2 separate regions of the Canis lupus genome follow, and region 2 is linked to region 1. Evidence: chromatin contacts called from public Hi-C data. All regions are on one chromosome and are shown on one strand. Each heading gives the region's core, a stretch centred on a gene start, on an enhancer-like site or on the middle of the called end of the contact. The rest is flanking DNA. Distances are from core to core; before and after follow the strand shown. Region 1 holds the start of C9H9orf50. Region 2 overlaps PTPA (serine/threonine-protein phosphatase 2A activator).

The links. A called contact is a pair of places that touch in the nucleus more often than the background predicts.
Region 2: a contact with region 1 is called in a Hi-C map of blood, with 3 times the contacts expected there. The contact joins the enhancer-like site here to the promoter of C9H9orf50 in region 1. A contact is called at or near these places in 3 of 9 Hi-C or Micro-C datasets (amygdala and blood).

The regions. Positions count from the first base shown.
Region 1 is chr9:54,261,861-54,265,056 of UU_Cfam_GSD_1.0, forward strand. It overlaps C9H9orf50, which reads left to right and starts at 1,524. Exons shown (of 7, transcript XM_038549078.1): 1 at 1,524-2,215; 2 at 2,594-2,783; 3 at 2,888-3,001. The coding sequence starts at 1,708.
Region 2 is chr9:54,629,902-54,633,097 of UU_Cfam_GSD_1.0, forward strand. All of the region lies in intron 8 of PTPA (serine/threonine-protein phosphatase 2A activator), which reads right to left. Among named protein-coding and RNA genes, the nearest start is that of CRAT, 23 kb to the right of the region's middle. Within about 2 kb of position 1,665, at least 11 of the 20 cell types and tissues checked have an H3K27ac peak or open chromatin away from gene starts, as enhancers often do. A contact at or near this core is called in blood, where this site is marked.

The DNA.
Region 1 (3,196 bases), core at 274-2,773:
CTGAGGAGGTATGCCCTTCCATCCCATTGAGTATTTGCAGAAAATGGGAATACATCAGCTATGATGCCTCCTCCAGGCTGACTTACAAAATTGTAAAATGATATCATTCCAGTGAAATTGCTGGTCCAAACAATCCTCCCCCACTCATGTTTCACAGAATAAGCTTTTCCCCTGCCCTTCCTAGTCAAGAGTCACAGATGGGGCCCAACAGTCTGTTTTACTATGGAGCCCTGAGAACAGACAGACTTTCCAGCATTACACAGCAAACAGAAGCAGAGCCTGGATCTGAAATTGGTTCTCTTCATTTCCAGGCCTACTATATTCTTACTGCCCAGGATTCTGGTTGAAATTGTACTTCCAGAGCTGCCCAGCTCAAACTTGACCCACCTGGGCCTCCCAGATCCAGAGAGGGAAGTGGAACCCTGAGCCCTCTGCCCCTGGCTTGGGCCTGGCTGCCCTGGTCAGGAGTTCCACCAACTCCCTTGTGAATATAGCCTTGGCTTCCTGAGCACAAAGCCCCACCTTCTGTCTTCAGGCCCAAAAGCCCACTGTTCCTCACATGGCCTTGGGTGAGGGGCAGATCACAATGACCCTGAACAGGCCCTTGAGGCAGCAGGGAGGGTGCAGCAGAGAGACCAGGCTGGGAAGATGGGATCTCCCAAGGACCAGCCCACCGATTAGGGGGCTCTAAACTCAAGGGACCTTCTCTGGACCCACTAGAAGCCCCACTAAGGTAAGTGTAACACCAGGAGCCAGCTCAGAGATAACAATCTGGGAGGAGAGTGTGGTAGGGAGGCAGCAGGCTCTAAGACACCCCCCCCCCCCCCGTGTCAAAAGCTGGGAGCAAGTGTAGGACTCTGTCTCCCAAAGGGCAAGTTTGTTAAAAATATGTGTCTTGGAGCGCCTGGCTGGCTCAGCCAGTAGAGCTTGTGACTCTTGATCTCTGGGTTGTGAGTTCGAGCCCCACATTGGAGGTAGAGATTACTTAAAAATAAAATCTTAAAGAAAAAATATGTATCTTGGCTCCAAACCTATTGAATCAGAATCTGAGGCATCTGTACTCTCAACAAGCTCTCCGCCCAAGGGGCCCTAACGGCCCAGCAGGACTGGGCAACTGCTAGGCAGGTGTCTCCTTTCAAACCTGGTTCCAGGTTTCCTAATTCCCGGTGGAGTGCTAATAGATAGCATAATAGACCTTGAACACTCCAGTGTGCTTAGTCACAGAGGAGCAGGTGCTCTGTTATCCCCATTCTACAGATAAAGGCATGAGAGAAGTGAATCAATTGGCTTGTCCAAGGTTGCAAAGCTAATAAGTAGTGGAACTGAGACGAAATCCTAAATAACAATTTTAAAGTAATTATAACAACAATAGTAGCAGCTAGCTTTAATTGAGCATGCACAAAGTGCCTGGCACTATTCTATGCCATTTACACGTGCTCACTCACCTAAACGTCACAGCAACTCAGAAAGGCATGTACTCTGACGTGACCATTTTGCAGGTGAGGAAACAGAGGCTGGGCAAGCTCTGGCCTGAAGCCACTGGCGGCCAGAAGAGAGACAGTGGCGTTACCCCCTAACCACAAGTCCCTCCCCACCCCGGGCACTATGGCTTGGGGGCTGGCCTATGCCCTCCTCTCCACTTCACACGGCACCCCCCGCCCCCCCCTCTGGCGTGAGAATGCCCTGAGCTGAGCGCAGGGCCAGACAATGCCCAGGCGTCTCCCCAACCCCGGGGCCCAGCAGATGGCGTTCAAGGGGCTCCCCGGCGACGGCGCTCGCGGAAGGGGAGGCCCGCTGCTGCCCAGCCTGCCCCTGCCGCAGCTCCGCAAGGTCTCGGGCGCGGGGGTCCCCGACAGCTGGAGGGCCTCGGGGGTAGGCGGCGGCGGGTGGTGGCCGAGCGGGTCCTCGTACCCGGAGATGGGCGTGGGCGTCAGGAGCCCCTCGCTGCGCCTGCCAGCCCTGCCCACCGCGGCCCAGCGGGCGGCGCAGAACCGGACAAAGCTGAGGTCACTCCTGCTGCCGCCCCCGCTCCTGGCCAGGGCGCCCCGGGAACCCGCGCCCCCGCGCGCCAGGCCGGGGGAGAGCGAGGATCCCTGGCGGGGCGCGGCCTGGGAGGCCCCGGATTCGCTGCGCGGTCTCCTAGGAGAGCTCCTCCCCAGCAGGGTCCGCGAGTTCCTGCACCAGCGGCGGGCAGAGCGCGCAGGGCCGCCGCCGGGTGAGGCCCCGCCCGGGTCGGCCCCGGGGGGGCGGGGCGGGGGCGGGGGCGGGGCGGGGCGGGGGGCGGGGGCGGGGCGGAGTCATTTCCGGAGCGAATGGAGCTACTACTGCTAGCGGAGTCCGCCCGCCGAAGTCCTGCCGACCACCCCTGGAGGGCGGGTCTCCCATTGCCCCCCCCTTTTTTTTTAAGATTTTATTTATTTATTCATGAGAGACAATGAGAGAGAGACAGAGACACAGGCAGAGGGAGAAGCAGGCTCCATGCAGGGAGCCCGATGTGGGACTCCATCCCGGATCCCGGGATCACGCCCTGAGCCAAAGGCAGACACTCAACCGCTGAGCTACCCAGGTGTCCCCCATTGCCCCTTTTGTACAGTTGAGGAAACCGAGGCCCAAGGCCATATAACTAGGGAGAGCCTCGTAAGGACCGTCCCCAAGCAAAGGCTCATGGCTATCTCCACCTCCTCCTGGCTAGCATCCTCAGCATCACGACCCAAAAGGAGTGTGTCAGAGCAATGCCACAATTCTCCCCAGTGTCCCCACTGTTCTTTCCTTCCAGACCTGAGGTAAGTATCCATTACCTGCTGATGGGGACAGGGTTGCTGACAATGATCCGAAGGTGGGGAGGACCCTGACCACTCATGCCAGGTGTGGCTTGTTTATCTTCAAGGGGCCAGTCATCATACTTCCAGGATAGTCTTAAGAAGATTTTGCTCCATCAGATACCTGCCGCGGGGACCCTGAGGAAAGATCGTTCACAATTCACCCTCAAGAAAGGCAACCAGTGAGTTACAGGAGCCTGGCGGTAGGGGGTGGGGAAAAGGAGCATTCCTTCTTTTCTTTCCTATTGTCTTTTGCCCATGAATTTACCTATCTGTCCACCTATACATCCATCTATGTGTCCATCCACGAATCAGGTCTTCTGCCAAATCCATAATCCGTCCATGCATCCACCCAGAGATCTATCCCAGAGCAGGTC
Region 2 (3,196 bases), core at 415-2,914, 370 kb after region 1:
AAAGGATGGGCCCAAAACTCCTTCTCCATATTGGGCATAAGGGTAAGGGCTCAAGAGCTTATAACAGCCCCACTGTTTGGCTGTGGACTCCCCAGGGAACCCACTCCTACACACTTCTCACTTGTCCAGTAAAGCCTCGTACCAAACTGCAAGATCTAAGTCCAAAAAGCTGCCATTTACTGCTGTCACCACCCTCCCCTGGCCAAAGTTCCCCCAAAGCCTGTCTCAACCCCCAGGTTCAGTGGCAAAGACAACAGATCCTTCCTCCAGTAGGGAGGCCACAGCCCCACGTGGCAGAGGTGGCAGATGGAGACCAGATCCCCCTCCCCTGGGTGGCTGGTGGCCACAGAGCTTTTCCTGGGTCAGTGCCTAGACCTAGTACCTTCCCCCAGCTCTCTCTCTCTCTCTCTCTCTCTCTCTCTCTCTCTCTAAGGCTCCCTCTTAGGGATAGCTGCCGGTACCCACAGCCTAGGGGGTCTGGCCTTCAAGGAGCTTTGTTCCAACCATCCTACTCAAGCAGGCTCCACCCTCAGCTACCCGCCCTCCCTCTTGTCCCACCCCTTCCCCCAAAACTCTCTGCCCCTTGGGGACCAGTGCCAGGTTCCAGTCATCTCCTGCACATTTCCAGGCCCTGAGAAGTTCAGAAATCACCGGAGATGTGTAATCGGTTTCACTCTGGACAAGGCCTTGTGAATAAACCACCCTGGAGGCACCCTGCTGGCTTCGTCCCACAGCATCGCTCCAGAAGCCTGCTCAGCAAGGGCTCCAAGGCTAGGCCAGCAGATGATGCTGGGAAACCAGAGGCTTTGCCTTGTGGGCCAGCCTCACCCACTAGGGGCACGGGAGGGGACCCCAAAAGGCCTCTCGGGCCTGCTGGAAAAGCCCCAATGGCCCTGCCCCTCCCCATGGAAAGGCCAGAGACGCTATTTATCTAGAGGGGCTGCCCCACCCCCCACCCCCAGGCCTTCAGTGTCCCCAGGTCTCCCCAAGTCCTTCAGAAGGAGACTTTGCAACTCTGAGAAAGGAAAACAGATGAGGGGAAAAAAAGGAATCAGGAGCGAGAAAACAAAACAACAACAAAAAAAAATTAGCTCATTCTAGCCACAAAGGGAGAAGAGAAAGAGCGAGAACGAGCAAGCAAGCTGCAGTCCCGCAGTGACCCCAGGGGAATCGTGTGAGTCAGAGCAGCCATATTGAGCAGGAAATTACTCACAGACGCTGCGTTCCTGCCTCTCCACTCCCAAGAGAATCGGCCTTTTGTAAATGGTTCCTCTGTCAGTAACTGAGGGGGGATGGGGGGAGGCTCTGCACAGCGCCTTCCTGTCAGCTCCTTCCCTTCCAGCTGAAATCTGATCCCTCCCTTCCCAAAACTCCAAATTTAGAAGCCAGATTGAAACTGAAATTCTTTTCCTGCCGGCCCTGGGCTCTTAAAGGCGCCAGGGCTGCATTTCCTGAGACAGCAGAAGCTCTGCAAGGTGGGGCCCCCTCCTCTAGGATGCCCAGAGCTACCAGGGCAAGTCCTGGGAGACAGGGAGGAGATGCCCAGGTCCATTTCCAACTTCTTGTCTTGTTTTTTCCTCCTAGTTGCACCAGCCATCCTGATCCCCAGGTCTCTGGAGGCAACACCGCCCCCTTCCAGACTGAAGCGCACAGAATTCTGCACAGGGCTTCAGGTGCCCTGTGTCCCAGAGGGGGCTCGTTCACGAACGCCAGGGGCAGTGAAACACTGGTGCGGGGTGGAAGGGGACTGGGGTGGGCGTAGCCTGGACAGAGCTCCGGAGAACTAGCACAGCACAGCGCCGTCAGCACCCTCACTGACCAGGCCTCAGCTTAGCCAGGTGGCCAGGGAGCCCTCAGAGCTGCTAGCACCGGCGTTTACCACCATGCCCAACCACCTAGACCCAAAGGAAAAACCAGGCCTTGCAGAGAGGGAGCCGAAAAAGCAGAAACTCTAGGGTTTGCCTTTCTGCCTCTCCCCCAATTGAGTTACTGAAAACCTTCTCAAAGTTTGGCGTGCCGTTAGCGCCACCTAGTGGCCACTGTAGGATTTCCTCCAGCAAAGGAACCGAGTCCCAAACTTTAGAAACCTTTTGGGTTTTTATACCAGTATAACCACCCAAACAAATAAAAATACAACATTTTAACCTGGAATCAATTCCCATATTCCTTGAGGCCCGGCCTGGCTGCCTTCCTTGTTAGGCACTGACGGACCCAGGGGCTTGGCTAGCCACCAGAGGGAGCCAGAACAGCCTAGCCCTTTACCCCCAAGCAAGCAAAGCAGGGCTCAGCCTAGAATGTGCACTCCTTCTCCCCACCCTGTTCCTCCTGTTCCCTCCAGGGTCTCCTGCGACTCCCAGACCCTCGCATTCCACTCTGGAAACAGTAGCACGTGACTGGCTCTTGAGGCAGTGAGCCAGGCTGCCCCAAGTCCTTCTGACCTTGGGCCTGCTACATGCTGAAGGCAGCAAATCTGAGACTGAAGCAGTGGCTGCCCAGCCGTCAGTCCTGGCTCCATTTGCTGACTTGGAAAAACATGTCATTTCCCTCTGGCCTCTGGAGTTTGGCAGAGGCCTGAGCCGAATGCTGACCATGAGGAACCTGGGGCTATGGCTATTTAACCAGGCTTCTCCGTTCAGGGGGCTCAGAACCAGAGCCAAAGAGCAGCCCTGGTGGGGAGGGGACCCAGATATGCATGTGGGCATCGGAAAGAGAATGATGGCAAGACCGTCTCCAGACACTACAACCAGGGCACCCTTTGAAAGTTTGGGGGGAGGGGGGCGACAGGTATGCAGCAGGGAAGACAAAAGGTCCTAACACCTCCTGAGAGAGAGATCCTAAGAACAGTGAGTCCCCAAATTCTGTGTAAAGTCACCTGGCAAGTGTATTTAAATACGGGTTCCTGGGTCTTATCCCCCAAGATTCTTGACTCAGAAAGCTGGGGTTGGGCAAAGGAACGTGGGTTTTAACAAGCTCCATGAGTGACCTTGAGGAAGTGGGAGACCTGGCCTTAGTGGGCAATAGCAGCCAGTTAATAAACACCCCCTGCCAAGGAGGCCTGTAGCCCAGCCTGCTTGGTTCACCTCCAGGACTTCATCTGGCTCATGTCCTCAGGCACTGACAGAGATGTGTCCCTTCAGCAGAAATCTGTCCTGTTGTCCACTGAGCCTCTCCGCCTCCTGCCATAGTTTCATCCCAC